Regions from separate parts of the Macaca mulatta genome. Here region 1 is linked to region 2. The links are chromatin contacts, called in public Hi-C maps. All regions are on one chromosome and are shown on one strand. Each heading gives the region's core, a stretch centred on a gene start, on an enhancer-like site or on the middle of the called end of the contact. The rest is flanking DNA. Distances are from core to core; before and after follow the strand shown.

Region 1 (3,313 bases), core at 749-3,248, 310 kb before region 2:
TCTATAGATCCGCATCAGTAGCACCTACAAGACAGGGTTGCTTCATAACCAAGTTTCATTCAGAGCCAACCATATGTGTTAGTGGTGTGATCAGTGGGATGTCAAGGAATCTCTGTCTATCTATCTAATCCCACGAGTTTTCTGTGGGTCCTAAAATAATGTCACCTTCGAACCGTGGAGTGGGCCCTGCCAAGACACCTCACCTACCTAGAGAAGATATTAAATACATTACCAGCAGAGCCCTTATTAACTTAACATCTGGACCTATCAGAAAGCAGACGCTGGGACACTGGATAGCTCAATTTGATTGCTATGAGAGCTCTCGGGAAACCAAAGAAATACAAAGGTTTGGATTGTGGACAGATAGAATTTTCAAAATTTAGAGAAGATCCAAAATCTTCTCATTGCTTAGATGGACAAACCAAGACCAGGGATAAGAAGTGAATTTCCCAAGCCTGCCCAATAGTCAGGACCACACCCTCCCTACCAGCTCTCCATTACTTCCCTAGTCTCTCTCTCCAGATGCAGCTCTACCAGTCATACAGAGTTTGGTGCCAGGACTCAGGAGTCGGAGCTCCATTACAGTTAGGCTAGATCTTTGTGAATATTGAGGCTGAGAGTGAAATTTAGTCATGGTCTCCTTTTGATGCAGAGGGACCTTTATAGACCAGAGTTGATTTTTGTCTGTAACAACTGTAAAGTAAAATGAACATCCTGGTTGCTATTTGAGCCCTTGGATCAGGATGCACCTGGTGGGCTGCAGTAAATCTTGAAGTAGCATCCATTAATCAGCTACACCAGAATTTATCAATGTGCTTGTTAAAATGCTGAGTCCTGGGCTTTACCCAAGACCCATTGAATCCTGGGTCTATGGGGCATTTTAACATGTATCCCAAGCAGTGCACATGCCCCCAAAAGTTGGAGAACCACTACTACAATGGAAGATCTGGAGTTAAACTTGCCTGGGTTCAAATGTGGGCTCTGCCAGTTACCAGATGTATGAACTTCAGCATGCGTGAGCTTCAGGCTCCTCCTGTAACATGAAGAGAATAGGAATAACTACCTCACAGGGTTATTGACAGAGTTAAGGGAGGTAAAGCAGGAAAAATGCTTAGCATGGGGCCTGGAACCTTGCAAGTAAATATTAAGCAAATCAATTAATTAAAGCAAAGTAAATATATTTAATAAACTAAATATTGAAGAAATAAATATTAGCTGCTACTGTAATATCGTTCTTTAGAGACATTCCCTGTCTTCAGCTGTTCACACGGAGGCCAGCTGCAGCCTCTGCAATCAGGAGCCCTTGGGGCCGCAGGAGCCCGTCCCCGCCCGAACCCTCCACCCCTACCCCTCCAGGGAAGATGAGCGGCTGTAAGAAGCCTGACCTACCCATTCTGTGGCCGGGGCCTTGGGGAGTGCAGTGACAATGGCCACCAGAAGGGGGCAGCATAAGCACATTTCAGGGCACAGCCTGAGTGATCCTTGAGGGTGGGGCACTCTCTGGGGGAATGGGCTGAGGCTGGGATCAGCCTTTCTTCTCGAATCTTCCCCCCAGTGTGGACAGGAATATCTGGTGATGCTCACAAGACAGAATTCTGCTTTTCCTCTAATTGCTCAAAAAATGAGACCCTGCGCTGGCTGACACTAGCTCTTCCTTGAAGCTTCAGGAAGCGGCTCATTAGCTGTTAATTTTATTTTCACCACCCAGTCGGGCCCTGGCAGGCCGTCGGCAGAGTGCTGGCTGCCGGGCCTTTCTAAGGAGACTCTTGGCAGAGCTCTGATCTGGGCGTCGTGTTCTTTTTCCATTTGGAGGAGCAACTGCGTGAGGTGCCTCACCAGACTAAGCGAGAGGGGCTGAGGGGTGGGGTGGGGCGTGAGTGTCCGGACCTGCCCTCTAATCCGGAGCCAAAAGTCAGTTCCCTTCGTGCGGTCCCCTAGAAATCAGGGGGCGGGGAGGTCCGCCGCTGCTTGAGTGCCTACCGTGTGCTATTCTGTACCTCCCACCGGGCTCTGCAGGAGCATGTCACAGAGGGTAAGCCTGAGGCTCAAAGAGGTCGGGTGACTTGCTCAGAACCACACGGCCAGTGAGCAGCAAAACTAATAATCACACTGGGCCAGGCGTGGTGGCTCAGCCTGTAGTCCCAGCACTTTGGGAGGCAGAATCAGAGGATCACCTGAGGTCAGGAGTTCGAGACCAGCCTGGTCAACATGGTGAAACCCTACCTCTACTAAAAAATACAAAGATTAGCCTGGCGTGATGGCAGATGCCTGTAATCCCAGCTACTCGGGAGGCTGAGGCAGGAGAACCACTTGAACCGAGAGGCAGAGGTTGCAGTGAGCCAAGATCAAGCCACTGTACTCAGTCTGGATGACAGAGTAAGACCCTGCCTGCCCCCTCTCCAGAAAAAGGTAATAATGGCACGGCCGCCTAGTCTGTGCCCAGTATGTTGCCAGGCTCCATGGCTGTCCTTTTACATATGTTTACGCCTACATCAACCAAATCTGTAAAGCCCAGTGGCTGAGTTTAAAGCCCATGCTTTTCTTTCTACTCCACACTGCCTGGAAATCCCTGGAAGTCCTCTTCTCCTGTTTCCCTAATCTTTCAAATCATTCAGATTCCCATTTGTTCCACAATTAAAGGTCCCCTCCTCCCTCTTCATCCAAGAGTCCTTTGGCGAGAGCTTTGGTAGTGGCTTGATCACATTCTGAATTTGAGATTTGCCTGTAATGAGCAGTTTTTTGCTAGGCTCTGCTCCTAGGAGTCCAGGAGTCAGGACATCTGAGGAAGGGCTACATTCATCACTGATCTCTCCCTTAACCACCCCTTTCATAGTTATTTGGAATAAGCTCAAATTTCATTGATTTTCCTACAGTGATAAATTGACAGCCTTCCTTTTTTTTCCCACAGAAATCAATGCCAGTAAAATGACTGCTACAGCCTACTCCCTGCTTTGAATACACCATTAAAATAAACCATGTCTGTGTGCAAACATGTGTGCACCCAATGAGATGTGCTTTTCAAAGACACTGTCATGCAGTGTACACAACACTGTGCAGACATTTCAATTTTCCTCCCGGCTGTCTCGCCATCCAAAGACGAAATGTTCAATGTGGCCTGGCATCCAGTGGCAGCTGGAGGAAAAGAACTTGCAACTTCGTGTTTCTCCTCCGGAGCTCTGGGCTTGCTCTCATTTGCACTGGTGAATTGTAATGTCAGCAGCCTATGGAGAGACCGCAGGATACTGGGCTGCAGCATGAAAAGCTATCCAAGGAAATTTTTTTTTTTTTTTTTTTTTTTTTTGGTGGGACAGGG
Region 2 (3,312 bases), core at 216-2,715:
AGATCTCGGTAAGATTGAGCATTCTAGCTCTGCCTCTTTCAGTTTGTAGAAAGTCCAGTGGCCTCCCAGGTTTGCTCGGGTATCTCAGGTTCTCGTGGTCACCTTTGGCTTTGAAATCCTGCCCTTGAACTCCAGTACTTGTAAGTTCAGTCTGAATTAGTTCAGTTTGTGGATGGGCTCATCATCCCAAGAGATGTTTTGGTTCCCTCCTGGGTGAGTCCAGGCTTAGCTTTTTTTTCTTTCTTCCCACCTGCCACACAGTCATTACGGCCTTTGTTTGTGAACCAAATATTGTTGAAAATGTCAGACCGAGGGGGCTTACTTTGGAGCAAGCAACGATCTGAGCCCATTTACAACAGAACCTAAGTGTTCAACTACAGAGTTAACATAGATTCTCTCTGAATGGTGGGAAAAAGTACATGATCTCCATCCAGTTTTCTGATTTGATCAAGTTCAGGGAGCCGTCCTGTCTAAGGTGTGGAGGCGATAGTGGTCAGGGGTGGACAGGAGCTGGCTTGAGCTTTGTGGTGGCTTTTGATGGCTATATGCAAGCCATTCTCCCTTTACCCTGTCAGCTGTCCTCGTAGTCCTCAAGAACTCCTTCTCCATGTTCCAGAAGGCTTGGCACAATGCTGCAGCCATTTGAACGATGTGCTGCTCCCATCAAAAGAGCAGCTAGCCACTGACTCAGTGAAAAGAATCTCACCATGACAACCCAAGGGAAACCCAGAACTGTCTTAGTCCAAAACCGGGGATGTTTCATTCCAGAGAGTGGAGCCCACAGATACCCCAAGTGTAAGATCTCAGTCAGCCACAGATATTTGGATTGAGTAGTTTCTCTTCTGGAATGTTCCTAGGGAAATGACGAGCCCTGCCTGCCAAAGCCTATCTTGCCTCTTTGAAAATGTTCATCTCGGACTCTTGTATATTGATTTTTGTCCAGTTCTCTCTGATACTTTAACCTAGAGTCATCTGTTTTCTTCTTGATTTATCCAATTATTTCTTGTGCCATAGCATGTTTCTTTTATGCCAATGTCCAGTCCCTTCATGAACCTGTGTTCAGTGGAGAAGAAGAGAAAGGAAACTACCATACGGTGGCCAGACATTAAGCCATTTCAGATTTACAGCTGTACCCAATAGTATACTTGTTAACCATTGGGTATAACTGTAAATCATTATTCATCATTATTCCAAAGTTACAGGTAAGGAATATGAATCTCAGAGAAGTTATGAGACTGCTCCAGGGTCTTGTGTATGGAAAAACCTGTATTCTATCCATTACACCATGGTGCCTCACAGAGGACCAGACTGTCTACCTGATTCAAGGTTGTATCTTTCCCATCCTATGCTTTGATTGCTTCCCTCTATCCTGTCCTAAAAATCTGCTGTGGTTCAGCCTAGGGTCAGCACAGTGGGGGCTCTCCAGCAACTCTGAAAGGAATGCATCTTTCCCCTCTTCATTGCTTTTTGCTTCCCTGCCCTTTGCAAATTCCACACTTTGGTAGAATACTGTGACTTGCATTCCCCTACACCACTTAATACCATTGCTGTGACATCATCTTGGAACAAGTCCATAATCCTTTCCTAGGCCTATCTGTGGGCATAATGATTCCCGAAGCCTATGTCTGGTTTAAAAAGTCCAGCCCAAGGGAGGTCCAGATCTTCACCTGCAGAAGCTCTTCTATTGGATGTGAGTAATCAGATAGCACTGACTTGAAGGACTTGCAGAACATTGTTTGCATTGGAAGCAGAACCAAGAGGTACTAAGATCCCCCTGCTGGACCTCCTATGCCAGATATGCTAGCCACATCTGGTCCCCAAACACAGGCACTGACACTGCTAGTATTTTGTACTCCATTCTGTGTCTGTCTTTGTGGAGTGAATGTCCTCTCCAAACAAGATGGGGTAAATTAACTAAGGGACAAATCCTTGCAGTGCAGTGGGAAGTAATTCTCACTGCAACATGTTGGGGGAAGAGCTAACCCCCTTCTTTCTCTCCCAGCTCCCAGTCAGGGAATTGGGCCAGCTTCTTTTTAACTATATAAATTTTACAGTCCCCTCACACCAGCTCATGTTCTCTGTTTACTCTACAACCATCTTTCTTGCCCAGCCAACAAGAAAAAGTTTAAAGTGATTGCCTGCTTATATCTAAAATGCTTCCAGACTGTAGACTTCTTTGGTGCTTACAGATTTGCATGGAAAGAGAAGGCTGAAAGTTTATGGCTTGAAAATTCAGACTTATCACTAGATCTAATGCTAGTCAGTTGAGGTTCCAGTGGCTTTTAAACACAGCTAAGTGGATTTCAGCTGAAAGATATAACTAAACATTTCATCATTTATTCATCTTTCAACTTTAATTATTGGAAACAGCCTGCTTAGTAATTCCCTGGACCAAAATTCTGATTTGAGGAGTCTTACCATTAACTCTTTGGTGAATGGGCCATAATATCTTTAGACACATTATGGATGGTGACTTTATTTCCCAAGCCACCCAAAATGAGGTGTTTTATTTAAAGGGAGAATGTTGTGTGTTTGTCTTTAGGCTAACAAATTCCTACCAGTTTTACAGGAAAAATGTGTGATGTTTTCCATCTACCGTGCAGATAAGTTGTACTTCAGCCTCAAAATAATGCCTGTGGAGACAGGTCGTCAGGCGTTGAAGGGAAATGTATTTGTGGGCAAGTGTTTCCAACCAACCTTAAGTTTTTATTGCAAATATGTTGGGTTCTGAGTAGTAGTAATTCACCTTCTCACCATTATAAATTGTCCTTTTCTTGATACTTACAACCCCAGATTATGGCAAACAATTTTATACCTATCAGAAGAGATGCACACCAAGGTTATCAGTTTAGAATCCTCTGAGGCCTTTATGTTCCATGTTTGATAGAAATGACTGACTTGACCCTATTAAAAAGTGAAAATGCTTATCTCAGAGGGGGGATAAAAAGTGAACTTTGTTTTTGTTTGTTTGTTTGGTTTTTTGTTTTGTTTTGAGTCAGGGTCTCACTCTGTCACCCAGGCTGGAGTGCAGTGGCACAATCTTAGCTCACTGCAAACTCCGCCTCCCAGGTTCAAGCAATTCTTCTGCCTCAGCTTCCCAAGTAGTTGGGATTACAGGTGCCCACCACCATGCCTGAATAATTTTTGCATTTTTAGCAGAGATGGGGTTTTGCCATGTTGAACTTTGTATTTTTAATCCACAAACATATTTCTTCATCAAAATTTTTCTCTCTGCTCAAAGGAAAACTTCACGTTTTGCCATTGGACTTTGCTGGGATCATTACTTGCCTACATGTTTGTAATGGTTCCACC

The links. A called contact is a pair of places that touch in the nucleus more often than the background predicts.
Region 1: a Hi-C map of fibroblasts shows a contact between it and region 2, with 4 times the contacts expected there. The contact joins two enhancer-like sites. A contact is called at or near these places in 7 of 14 Hi-C or Micro-C datasets (CD4 T cells, blood, cortical neurons and 4 more).

The regions. Positions count from the first base shown.
Region 1 is chr14:45,835,981-45,839,293 of T2T-MMU8v2.0, reverse strand. No RefSeq gene overlaps it. Among named protein-coding and RNA genes, the nearest start is that of NAV2, 130 kb to the right of the region's middle. Within about 2 kb of position 1,998, at least 9 of the 40 cell types and tissues checked have an H3K27ac peak or open chromatin away from gene starts, as enhancers often do.
Region 2 is chr14:45,528,769-45,532,080 of T2T-MMU8v2.0, reverse strand. All of the region lies in intron 5 of NAV2 (neuron navigator 2), which reads left to right. Among named protein-coding and RNA genes, the nearest start is that of NAV2, 180 kb to the left of the region's middle. Within about 2 kb of position 1,465, at least 3 of the 40 cell types and tissues checked have an H3K27ac peak or open chromatin away from gene starts, as enhancers often do.